Linked DNA regions of Callithrix jacchus: region 1 is linked to region 2. Evidence: chromatin contacts called from public Hi-C data. All regions are on one chromosome and are shown on one strand. The core of a region is the stretch at or near the end of the contact, and the rest is flanking DNA. Distances in the headings are between cores, read along the strand shown. Region 1 overlaps ARHGAP26 (Rho GTPase activating protein 26). Region 2 overlaps SPRY4 (sprouty RTK signaling antagonist 4).

What was found. A called contact is a pair of places that touch in the nucleus more often than the background predicts.
Region 1: a contact with region 2 is called in a Hi-C map of induced pluripotent stem cells, with 3 times the contacts expected there. The contact joins two enhancer-like sites. A contact is called at or near these places in 2 of 3 Hi-C or Micro-C datasets (induced pluripotent stem cells and skeletal muscle).

The regions. Positions count from the first base shown.
Region 1 is chr2:40,988,615-40,993,820 of calJac240_pri, reverse strand. The region is part of intron 2 of ARHGAP26 (Rho GTPase activating protein 26); the gene reads right to left. Among named protein-coding and RNA genes, the nearest start is that of FGF1, 150 kb to the left of the region's middle. Within about 2 kb of position 3,685, at least 3 of the 16 cell types and tissues checked have an H3K27ac peak or open chromatin away from gene starts, as enhancers often do.
Region 2 is chr2:40,756,681-40,761,704 of calJac240_pri, reverse strand. SPRY4 (sprouty RTK signaling antagonist 4) reads left to right here. Exons shown (of 3, transcript XM_035287453.3): 2 at 48-177. Among named protein-coding and RNA genes, the nearest start is that of SPRY4, 4.1 kb to the left of the region's middle. Within about 2 kb of position 2,549, at least 4 of the 16 cell types and tissues checked have an H3K27ac peak or open chromatin away from gene starts, as enhancers often do.

The DNA.
Region 1 (5,206 bases), core at 2,436-4,935, 230 kb before region 2:
CCAAAAAAGAGTTAACCTAGACATACAGAGAGATACCAGGGATAGGCACACACAGAGTAAAGACCATATGAAGACACAGCAAGAAAACAGCCATTTGCAAGCCAGAAAGTGAGCCTCATGGCCAACCCTGCTGACACTTTGGTCTTAGATTTCTGGACTCCAGAACTCAGAAAATAAATTTCTGTTGCTTAAGCCACACAGCCTAGGATTTTGTTATGACAGCCCTAGCAAACTAATACAGTCCTGCAGCTGCAAAAGAGAGTCTATAAAAGGGAGATTTAGGGCCAGGCACGGTGGCTCACACCTGTAATCCCAGCACTCTGGGAGGCTGAGGTGGGCAGATCACAAGGTCAAGAGATCGAGACTATCCTGGCCAACATGGTGAAACCCCATCTATATTAAAATACAAAAAAAATTAGCTGGGCGTGGTGGCACGCACCTGTAATCCCAGCTACTGGGGAGGCTGAGGCAGAAGACTTGCTTGATCCTGGGAGTCGGAGGTTACAGTGAGCCAACATTGCGCAACTCAACTCCAGCCTGGCGCCTGACGACAGAGTGAGACTCTGAAAAAGAAAAAGGGAGATTTAGGAAAGGAATTTGGTGGCATGATTGCCTCAGGCTGGGCACTCTCACCTCATACAAAATCAGTTTTCTTTGCAAGGAAAGGGTTGGGGGAGTAGGCAACTAAAAAGTGTCCACCAAAACAACTGTTGAGTTGAGAAAGCTGCATACAATTCTACCTCTGCTACTTGGTAATAATACCTGTGGGTAAGACATGGAGTTTTGATTCAGTAAATTGGTACTATAAGAAATATACAAGTATAATTAAAGGTCAGGTGCAGTGGCTCACACATGCAATCCTAGCACTTTGGGAGGCCGAGGCAGGTAGTTCACGAGGTCAAGAGATTGAGACCATCCTGGCCAACATGGTGAAACCCAATCTCTAATAAAAATACAAAAAAAAAAAAATTAGCTGGGAGTGGTGGCGCACACCTGTAATTTCAGCTACTCGGGAGGCTGAGGCAGGAGAATGTTTGAACCTGGGAGATGGAGGTGGCAGTGAGCCGAGATTGCATTCCACACTGGCGACAGAGCAAGACTCTGTCTCAAAAAAAAAAAAAAAGAATAAGTAACAAGTTATTCTCTTTCCAAACTTTCGACTCTGATATTCTAAATCGGAAGGGGTGGTGCCCAGAAAGGACTTTGCTTCTTCAACAAATGAAAACACGGGAAAATACACAGAGCATACATTTCTAAAATGCATGTACCTTACAATATTTTCTGATGTCCTATTCCAGCTTTCAACTATTCAACAGTGTATTTCCTGAAATAATCAACTAAACAAATCTGAATCTTTTTTCTTTACATTGTCAAAGCCCTAGGAACCCACAATACATAGTGAGCTGTAAACACACACACACACACACACACACACAGCCAGACTCCTCCGCAAAATAAAGGTCTGACATTTTCCTGTTAGATTATATATTTCCTGAGAGCAAAAATTATACATAGTCATTCCTGTGATCCCATAGACCATTATACGCAGTAGCAATGAGGGCTTGCTGAATGAACAAGTAGAAAACAGCCTCTAAGAATCCATCTTACGGCCCACTCATTTCACAAAGACTAAACAAATATTAGCAATGAATCTGTTTTTTCTGGAAGATGGGTCACAGCATCTTTAAAGATGCTAAGGATCAAATTATTTTCTTCTCTAAAGAGCTTCACATATTGGGAAAGCTATCATTATGAAACAATAAGTGTTTCTTTACATGAAGACATTTGATTTTTTTAAAACTGCCAAGAAAAGATGCATTCGTTAATGAACAGTATGAGAACAACTGATAAGGGAGATGGGAAATAACATCTGACCAGTATTATATGATGTATTTTTCTCTCAACATTTGAAAGATTTAAATGTGAAAAATACAAAGAAAATATGGGTTATTTTTCAAAAACGCCTAGTTTATGGGTGGGCTTCTTTTCTGTCTCTCTTTCGCTTTCTTTCTTCCTTCCCTTCTTAAGTTGAGGTCTCAGTCTGTTGCCCAGGCTGGAGTGCAATGGCACAATCACAGCTCACCACAGCCTCAAATTCCTAGGCTTAAGCAATCCTCCCACTTCAACCTCCCAAAGTGCTGTGATTACAGGTGCATGAACTACCACACTTAGCCTATGGAAGGGTTTCTAAATATGCCCGGACACAGAAAAGGAAAGAATTGATATATTCACTATTAAAATAATTTTTTAAATATTATATGGGAAAAATATATCATAAACCTAAATGACAAATGATAAAGTTGGGAACTACTGACAAAATCTATGATAGAAAAGCATTATTTTCCCACTTAGATGAAGAGATCTTCAAATCAATAAGATGCACATAAATAATATAATAGAAAAATGGTCAAATTTTCATGACCCAAGAATCACAGAAAATAGTCATTATTTGGGAATAAGGTTGGAAGTCCACTCTTAAGGAAACTTACATGTGTGCATATATATATATATATGTGTGTGTGTGTGTGTGTGTGTGTGTGTGTGCACGTGGTTTTGTTTTTGTTTTTGTTTTGAGACCGAGCCTTGCTCTGTCACCAGGCTGGAGTGCAATGGCACTATCTCGGCTCACTGCAACCTCTGCCTCCCGATTCAAGCAATTCTCCTGCCTCAGCATCCAGAGTAGCTGGGACTATAGGCATGTGCCCAGCTAATTTTTTGTATTTTTAGTAGAGATGGGGTTTCACCCTCTTGGCCAGGATGGTCTCGATCTCCTAACCTTGTGATCTGCCAGCCTCTGCCTCTCAAAGTGCTGGGATGACAGGCATGAGCCACAGTGCCTCGCAGAAATAGTTAAATAATAACAAAATTTATTTTAGGACTGTTAAAAGTTTAAAAGTTTGATTGTATGTGTATTTGTGATGGTGTGTACAACCAGGTATTCTCATGCACTTTTATTGGAGTTTACACTGGCATGAACTTTTTTTTTTTGAGACTGAGTTTCATTTTTCTTGTCCAGGCTGGAGTGCAGTGGTACGATCTCAGCTCACTGCAACCTCTACCTCTCGGGTTCAAGCTATTCTCCTGCCTCAGCCTCCCTATGTAACAATTTTTTTAATGAGTAAAGCTAGATTTATTTACATGGAAAATACCCGAAATGTGCTAAATAAAAAATAGCAAGTTGTGGAACAAGATGGCCAATATGTTCCCATTTGTGTAAAACCAACCAAAAAAAGATATACTTTTATACGCTTGTATATGCATAGAACATTCCTGAAAGGATACTCAAAATACTGTTAACTGTGGTTCCGTCTGGAACCCATTCTGTTTGAAATTTTTACCGTGATTGCGTATTTCTTTAGTAATAAAAAAATACACAGTTAAGATATAAAAAGCCCCATGCTGCTTCCTCGGAAATTCCTCAAATGGGGAAAATTAAGCTAAAAACGTTAAGACTTATCACTTCCTCCTAAGAGCTGGCTTTTGGAGAGCGAGGCAAATGCTCAAAGGAAAGGAGTTCCTTCAGGATGGAATATTTGGAATTGCCCCATTTGGGTGGGGAAGGGGAGTGGGGGGAGGATCCAGGCAGGGCTCCCGCTCTCCAGCCCAGGAGGGAGAGACACAGATCAGGGAATAATCGCTCCCTGACTTTAGGAGCCAAATCGGCTCCGGAGGGAAGGGGAAAGGGGGTGGCGAGGGAAGGCCCCCAGGGCTAGACATCAAACAGGACGGAGGCATCTCTGACCTCCGGGTCACAGACCGGGGCGCTCCAGGAGCCCACCCGGGGCGCCGGTGCTGGAAGCCAATTCCGAGTAATTTAGGAAATCGCCCAGCCTGGGGGCCGGGGCGGGCAGGAAAGGAGCGATTAAGGGCGAGAAGGAGAGGTGAGGTTTCCTCGGGAATGAGCACATTTGGAAGCCAGGCAGGAAGGGGGCAGGAAGCTGCTCTCATAAAACAATCTGACAATTACGTGTCAGTGTAGGAGAAGGGCCCTGGAAATTATGGGGCTGCCGCACCGCACTCCAGAGTCCTCCCCCGGTGATTTCCTCGGGCTGCAATGAGCTGCGGGAGGAAATTATATTTGGGGCCAGGTGTTTGTTCCTGCACATTTGGGTTCAACCCGGGACTGAGACTTTTACGCTCACATGCTGAGGGAAACAATTCCCTGATGCCTTTGTAAACCTTGGCGGATGCACTGTCTCCAGCTGGACTGGGCTTTGGTACTGTGATTAGCATAGCTGGGATTTACTAAGCGCTTCCACTAGCCAGGTGCTTCACCTGCGACTCACTGCAAGAGGCCTGGAGAGGTTCACTGACTTGCCACAGACAATCACTAGGGGTGGCAGAGCAAGAATTTTGACCCAGGCACTGTCTCCAGAGCCCCATACTCAAATCCAACATGAAAACATATTTCACAAACATTTTCATGAGAGCAACCAGAACCATTACTTTATACATGTATCTGGAGGAATGGGTTCCTAAGCAGACTCCTACCCACACAGAGGCTGCCCTCTCCTTTTCATTCATTCATTTACTTGTTCCTTTGTACCTATTAGGTATCCAGCAAAATTAGGTACTATAAAATTATTAGACACATTCCTACTTCTAAAGATACCTAAAAGCCTTATGCCTGTGGTGGTGGTTCATGCGTGTGATCCCAAGCACTTTGGAAGGTTAAGGTGGGAGGATTGCTTGAGTCCAGGAGTTCGAGACCAACTTGCTAGGCAACATAGCAAGACCCTCTCTCTACAAAACAACAACGATAGCTGGGCATAATGGCTGTAGTCCCAGCTATTTGGGAGGCTGAAGTGAGATTACTTGAACCTGGGAAGTTGAGACTTCAGTGAGCCAGGATTGCCCTGCTGCACTCCAGCTTGGGTGACAGAGTGAGACCTTGTCTCAAAAAATAAATAAATAACTAGAGGGCACATTTACAGGTTTTACAGGCTTAGATTCCAAGCATATTTGCAGTCTTATCCTGGTCCTTGACATGATTCTTTTAAGCCCGTTTGGATTTTCCTGGGGTAGACATACTCCCTCAAATCCTCCAGACCAGGAGCATTTCCCAGCCCACACCTTTAGAAGACTCCTAGTAAACCCTGACCCTCTCTCTAACCCCCTCCACATTCAGAGGGCATCCTTCAGGAGGCTGGGGCCTATAAGACAATCTGAAGTGCCCCCAGGGGCATCTGAGAGGAGTCTAGCAGAG
Region 2 (5,024 bases), core at 1,300-3,799:
CAGCCCCTTCTCTCCTGCCTCCTAATCAGTGGCATGATTCTCTCCAGTTTTGGGAGAGGCCAGGCACTCTAGAGGCCAGAGAACTTGCGGAGGGATGAGAGCAAGCACCCGACTGTCTCTGTAGCTGACCGAAGCACTAACGTCTCTGACAAGCCTCTCGGGATTCAAAGCTGGAAGGTAAAAGGCCCAGAACAGTTGGGGAACTGTGGGTTTATCAATCTCTTAAAGAGCTCTGTCTGGCCTGAGGCCCTACCCAATATTGCACTGGTGAATTTCACAATGTTTAGAGATCTCCAGATCTTCACACAAATGGAGCATAAACGTCTCTGAAATTTTCAGCCTTTTTTTTTTTTTAAGTGAGGATGTCGGGAGGATTAAGAAAGGTAGGTCTGAGGTTAAAGATTTCTCTTTATCTCTCCCTTTCTGTCTCCCAGAAGGGTGGGAAAGAACTAGTGAAGATGTCCAGTGTGACATCACATTTCCTCTTTCCTATCCCTTGGGAGGGTCCTCATGCGCCACCAGGCTCCAGACAAATCCTGATATGGTGAACAGTGCACACACTTACCAATCGAGCTGTGTGGCCAGTAAGGGTGTAGGGTGGGGATTTTAGTAGCAGATTTCTGAAATCTCAAAGGAGAAATATTGGTCACCTACAGTGAGGAGACTTTAAAGGCATCTGTTGGTTATGGGAGTCACTCCCTTTTGGTGGAGTGTAAATGGCCTCTTGCCCTTGGCCCTCCTATCCAGTCCCACGACCTTTTCCAGATCACTCTCTGAAATGGCCTCATCTTACTATAAAGCTTTAGTTAGGGCTGATGGGAGAAGACAGAGCACATACCAGGGCATAGGCTGTGGACAGGTGGAAATTTGGAGCTTACAGATGTAATTGTTATTTATTTTTTCGAGACAGAGTCTTGCTCTGTCACCCAGGCTGGAGTGCAGTGGCGCAATCTTGGCTCACTGTAACCTCCACCCCCAGGGTCAAATGATTCTCCTGCCTCAGCCTCCCGAGTAGCTGGAATTACAGGTGTGTGCCACCAAGCCCAGCTACTTTTTGTATTTTTAGTAGAGACTGGGTTTCACCATGTTGTCCAGGCTGATCTCGAACTCCTGACATCGTGATCCGCCCACCTCGGCCTCCCAAAGTGCTGGGTTTACAGGCATGAGCCACCCCTCCCGGCCTCTGATGCTTTTTTTTTTTGAGACAGGGTTTCACCATATTGGTCAGGCTGGTCTCGAACTCCTGACTTCACGATCCACCCGCCTCAGCCTCCCAAAGTGCTGGGATTACAGGCATGAGCCACCGCACCCAGCTTCGGATGCCATTTTTATCTGCATCCTCCCAGAATTGGAGGAGAGATGTAGCTCTTTGGAAATCTGTCCTGCCCAGTTCACACCCATGACGCTCCCGACTTTGATAAACCTGTGCCCAGAGGTTTGGCTGACATTCAAGAATAATAAATGAAAGTGGCCTTTCAGTGCAAAATTGGAAAAATCAGTGATTTAAAAATTAAGAGAGGAATAAAACCCAGTAATACCTCCAGAAGTGACCTTTGAGCTGTGTTGCTCTGGGATTTAATACTTTGGGACCATATGTGGGGATTCCAGTTTCCAGTTCTGAAAGTCTTGAGGTGTGACATCTTCTAACTCCCAGATCTGGGTCCCCACAGTGTTTTTCTATCCTTGGGCTATCCTGTTAATTAGGGCCTGGGTGTTAGTGCCAAGGAGGCCTAGGAAGGAGCCCTCCCTCTTTATTCAGAAAAGTCCAGTGTTTCTTGGAGAATCATAGTGTTCAATTTGGCTCTAAATCCAAAGTAAATCCAAAGTGTCTGTCATCTGGCCTCTACTTAGGTGGCAGTTCCCTTGTGATGACAGCCTTCTAAGAATTCTCTCCCAGGCCTCTGAATTTGGAGATAAAGTTGAAAATTTGGGGTTTTGTATGTAGACACGACCGAGTTTTTGAGGAAGGGAAAAATGGCTGAAGCAGAGAAGGTTCTATCTCGTGGCCAACCTATATCTCCCTGAGGGGAGAAAGCAGTGACTCATTAGAATACATTTTTGCTCTTTCAAAAGAGCCAGAGGAAGGTGAATGAACAACATACGGAAAGCTGTATTGCTCCTTCCAGACCAAGCCAGGGGCCAGGAGAGAGCAGATGAATGATTAGGCAAACCTGCTAAGCATGGCCTTAGTTTCCCCATCTGTATAGTAGAGAAAATAAACTCCTCCCAAGGGGACAGGGGCCAGCAGAGCTGCTAGTGAGCAGCCAGGATGAGGGCCAGGCTCATTGTGATTCCTGGGCTCCTAGGAGGAGGGCCTAGTTTTAATGGTGCCCCCTTCCTGCACAGGAGGTGTGGGGTGTTGCATGATGTAAGAGGCGGGGTATTCTTGGCTCTCAGGGGTTTGGGGCCACCCTGCAGATCCGGACAGCTGACAAGGCTGGGGAATGTATCCGGGACATGTGGCTGGGCTTAAGAGGCTCCACAGTTCAGCTGTGATCACGATTGTTCTTTCCAAGGACAGGCCCCAGTCAGTGAAGGAAGCAAGGGCACAGGGGAGGGAGCACAGATGTGCTGGATCTAGAGGAGGAGGGAAGGAGCCCTTTGGGGCAGGTGGCCACTTGCAGAAGAGTGGTTTCCCTTGTCAGTGGTCTTTCTTTTTCTGATTAGGGGAAGGGAAAGTCATTTCCTGCTCCTGTCCCAGGAGTAAGCTAAAATCTATTATTGTAAGTTCATTTCTTGGTGGAGGGTAAGGAGACAAATAAGATCTTAGTGCCTGTGGGAGGAAGCCCTGCCCTGGGGGGGTTTAGGGTTTTGGTCCCACCCAGATCTTGACTTGGCCGGTAGTTCCCAAACCATGCCAGTGGTTAACAGGCTCCTTCTGACTCCTTCTTTACCGACTCTTGGCTTCTAATCCTTCTTTCTGGGAATCTGAGCAGACAATTAAGGGGGTAATACAGTGAAGCAGAAATTTGAAGCTGATTAAATAGCCCAAAGCCGAAGTCCAGCAAGATTCCCACCCTTCCTGTGCTGGAGCTTTGGAGCTCAGCTGACTGGTTGTAAAAGAGGGAAGAGAAGAAGAGGGGTGGGAACCAATAAGTGATGATGGGATGCAGTGATGAAAAGCAACTGTTTTCTTTCGGGGTCTCTAACAGATTATGGCCAGAGGTGAACGTCTTCGTTCTGGTGCTGAGGGTAGGGAGATGGGGGTGGAAGAAGGATTTGCAGACAAATCCAGCTGCCCAAATGCTCTCTATTCTCCCACTGGGGCCATTCTCAGCAGAGTGTCTTTCTTCCTAGGGTATAGGAAGGGGCACGTCCTCCGCCTCCCTCTCCTTCTTTTTAAAGTCCTTTTAAAGCAATAAGTCATCATTTATTTGTAGCTTAATTAGCTAAACTGGGATATTGTCACAAAGAACCAAGCAATAGCGGTGGGCAGGCTCTCTGGCAGCCTAGAGACCTTTCTTCTGAGTTGTTAAAGGGTTAAACAACCTTCACTGAAAGAACCTGCTGAGACTGAATGGGGCAGTGCTCAAGCTACCCATTCATTCACAGCCTCTTGCCAGTTTGTCATTAGCTGACCTGTAGCTTGCAAAGTACAACTGTCAGGTTTTCCCAATATTTCTCAACTCACCTCCCTGGGGTACCTCTAGGCGAGGGTGAGGGTGGGTGGGATTAGGCATCCTGCTCAATTGTGGGGACATTTAACGTGCCTCCTGACTCTTTTCAGCCAGCCTGTATTGAGCGGTCTGCAGCCTGATGCTCAGCCCCTCCCGACAGGTACAAATGCAGGGAGTGTCAGAATGGCTGGCTCTGGCCTCCCAGACCCACCAAGCAGCAAATACAGGGTTTTTTATCCCACTGATTCCCATATCCTAGGACTCTCTGTTCCCTGGCTCCCTCCCTTCCTCACAGACCTGGGCCAGGGAGCCCCATCAATGTAGGTGGGGAGGAATAGAGATTCCTTTCCAACCCAGGGTTACCTTTTGGGGACTGCTTTATAATAAACTCCTACAAGTGAGATTCATTCAACTATAAAAAAAACAAAAAATGAAACCACTTTTAAAACAGGGTGACGGCACAGAACACTGAATTGGGAGTGAAGAGAACTTGAACTCAGAGCCTTCAATGAGAGAGATTAGAAACCCCCCGCAGCCTTGACTCTCCACACTGACAATTCCCCTACGTGGGGTTCAGGCTTTTCTTCCCTGTTGGTTGCACTGCAGACCCCAGTATGTTCTGATGATCTGTGAGGGCTGGAGGGGTCCGTGGTTGTGAAAGTGATGTCACTTTCATGCCTTTCTGTGAATTCTCAGAGGTTATGGAGGGCTTTTGCAAGTCATTGTAAATCAGGGCTGAATGGTTAGTATTTCAGCCTGTTCTCTTGGTTCAAATCCTGCTCTGATCACTTGCTAGCTCTATGACCCTTTATGCTTCCATCTCTTTCTCTGTAAAATGGGTACTGTCTTGGAAGTATGGAGAGGATTAAATGAGAAAATAAAATCACTGAGGGTTTAGCATGGAGCCTGCCTGGTACCAAGAAATGTTTCATAAATATTAGCCGCTTCCATAATTATTATTTACTATTATTAGAAGGTTGAGTGGAGGTAAAAGTCTCTTCCCTCCTGCCAGTTTGTATGAGTACCACCTAAACTTGATAGAGGTGCTTCCTTGGCCAAATGGAGTGCTGGCTTTGTTTCTCTGTCCAGTGTCTTCCAAATTGGCCATCAGTCTCTTCCAAATTGCCTAAATGAGGCAAAGCCTCCTCTCTCCTATGTATATTATAAATCTCTTCCTTCCTTGCAGGGGAAGCAGAGAGCACATATTAAACTGCACTTAAGATTGTCAGCGTTGCTCAGAGTAGGGGTGGGTGTTTCTCAGTGAGTAGAGATTGATCTTCCAGATCAACTTAGAGCTGGTTTTTTTCTTTTTCTTTTTTTTTTTTTCTTAATTTGAGATGGAGTTTCACTCTTGTTGCCCAAGCTGGAGTGCAGTGGCGCAATCTCAGCTCACTTCAACCTCCACCT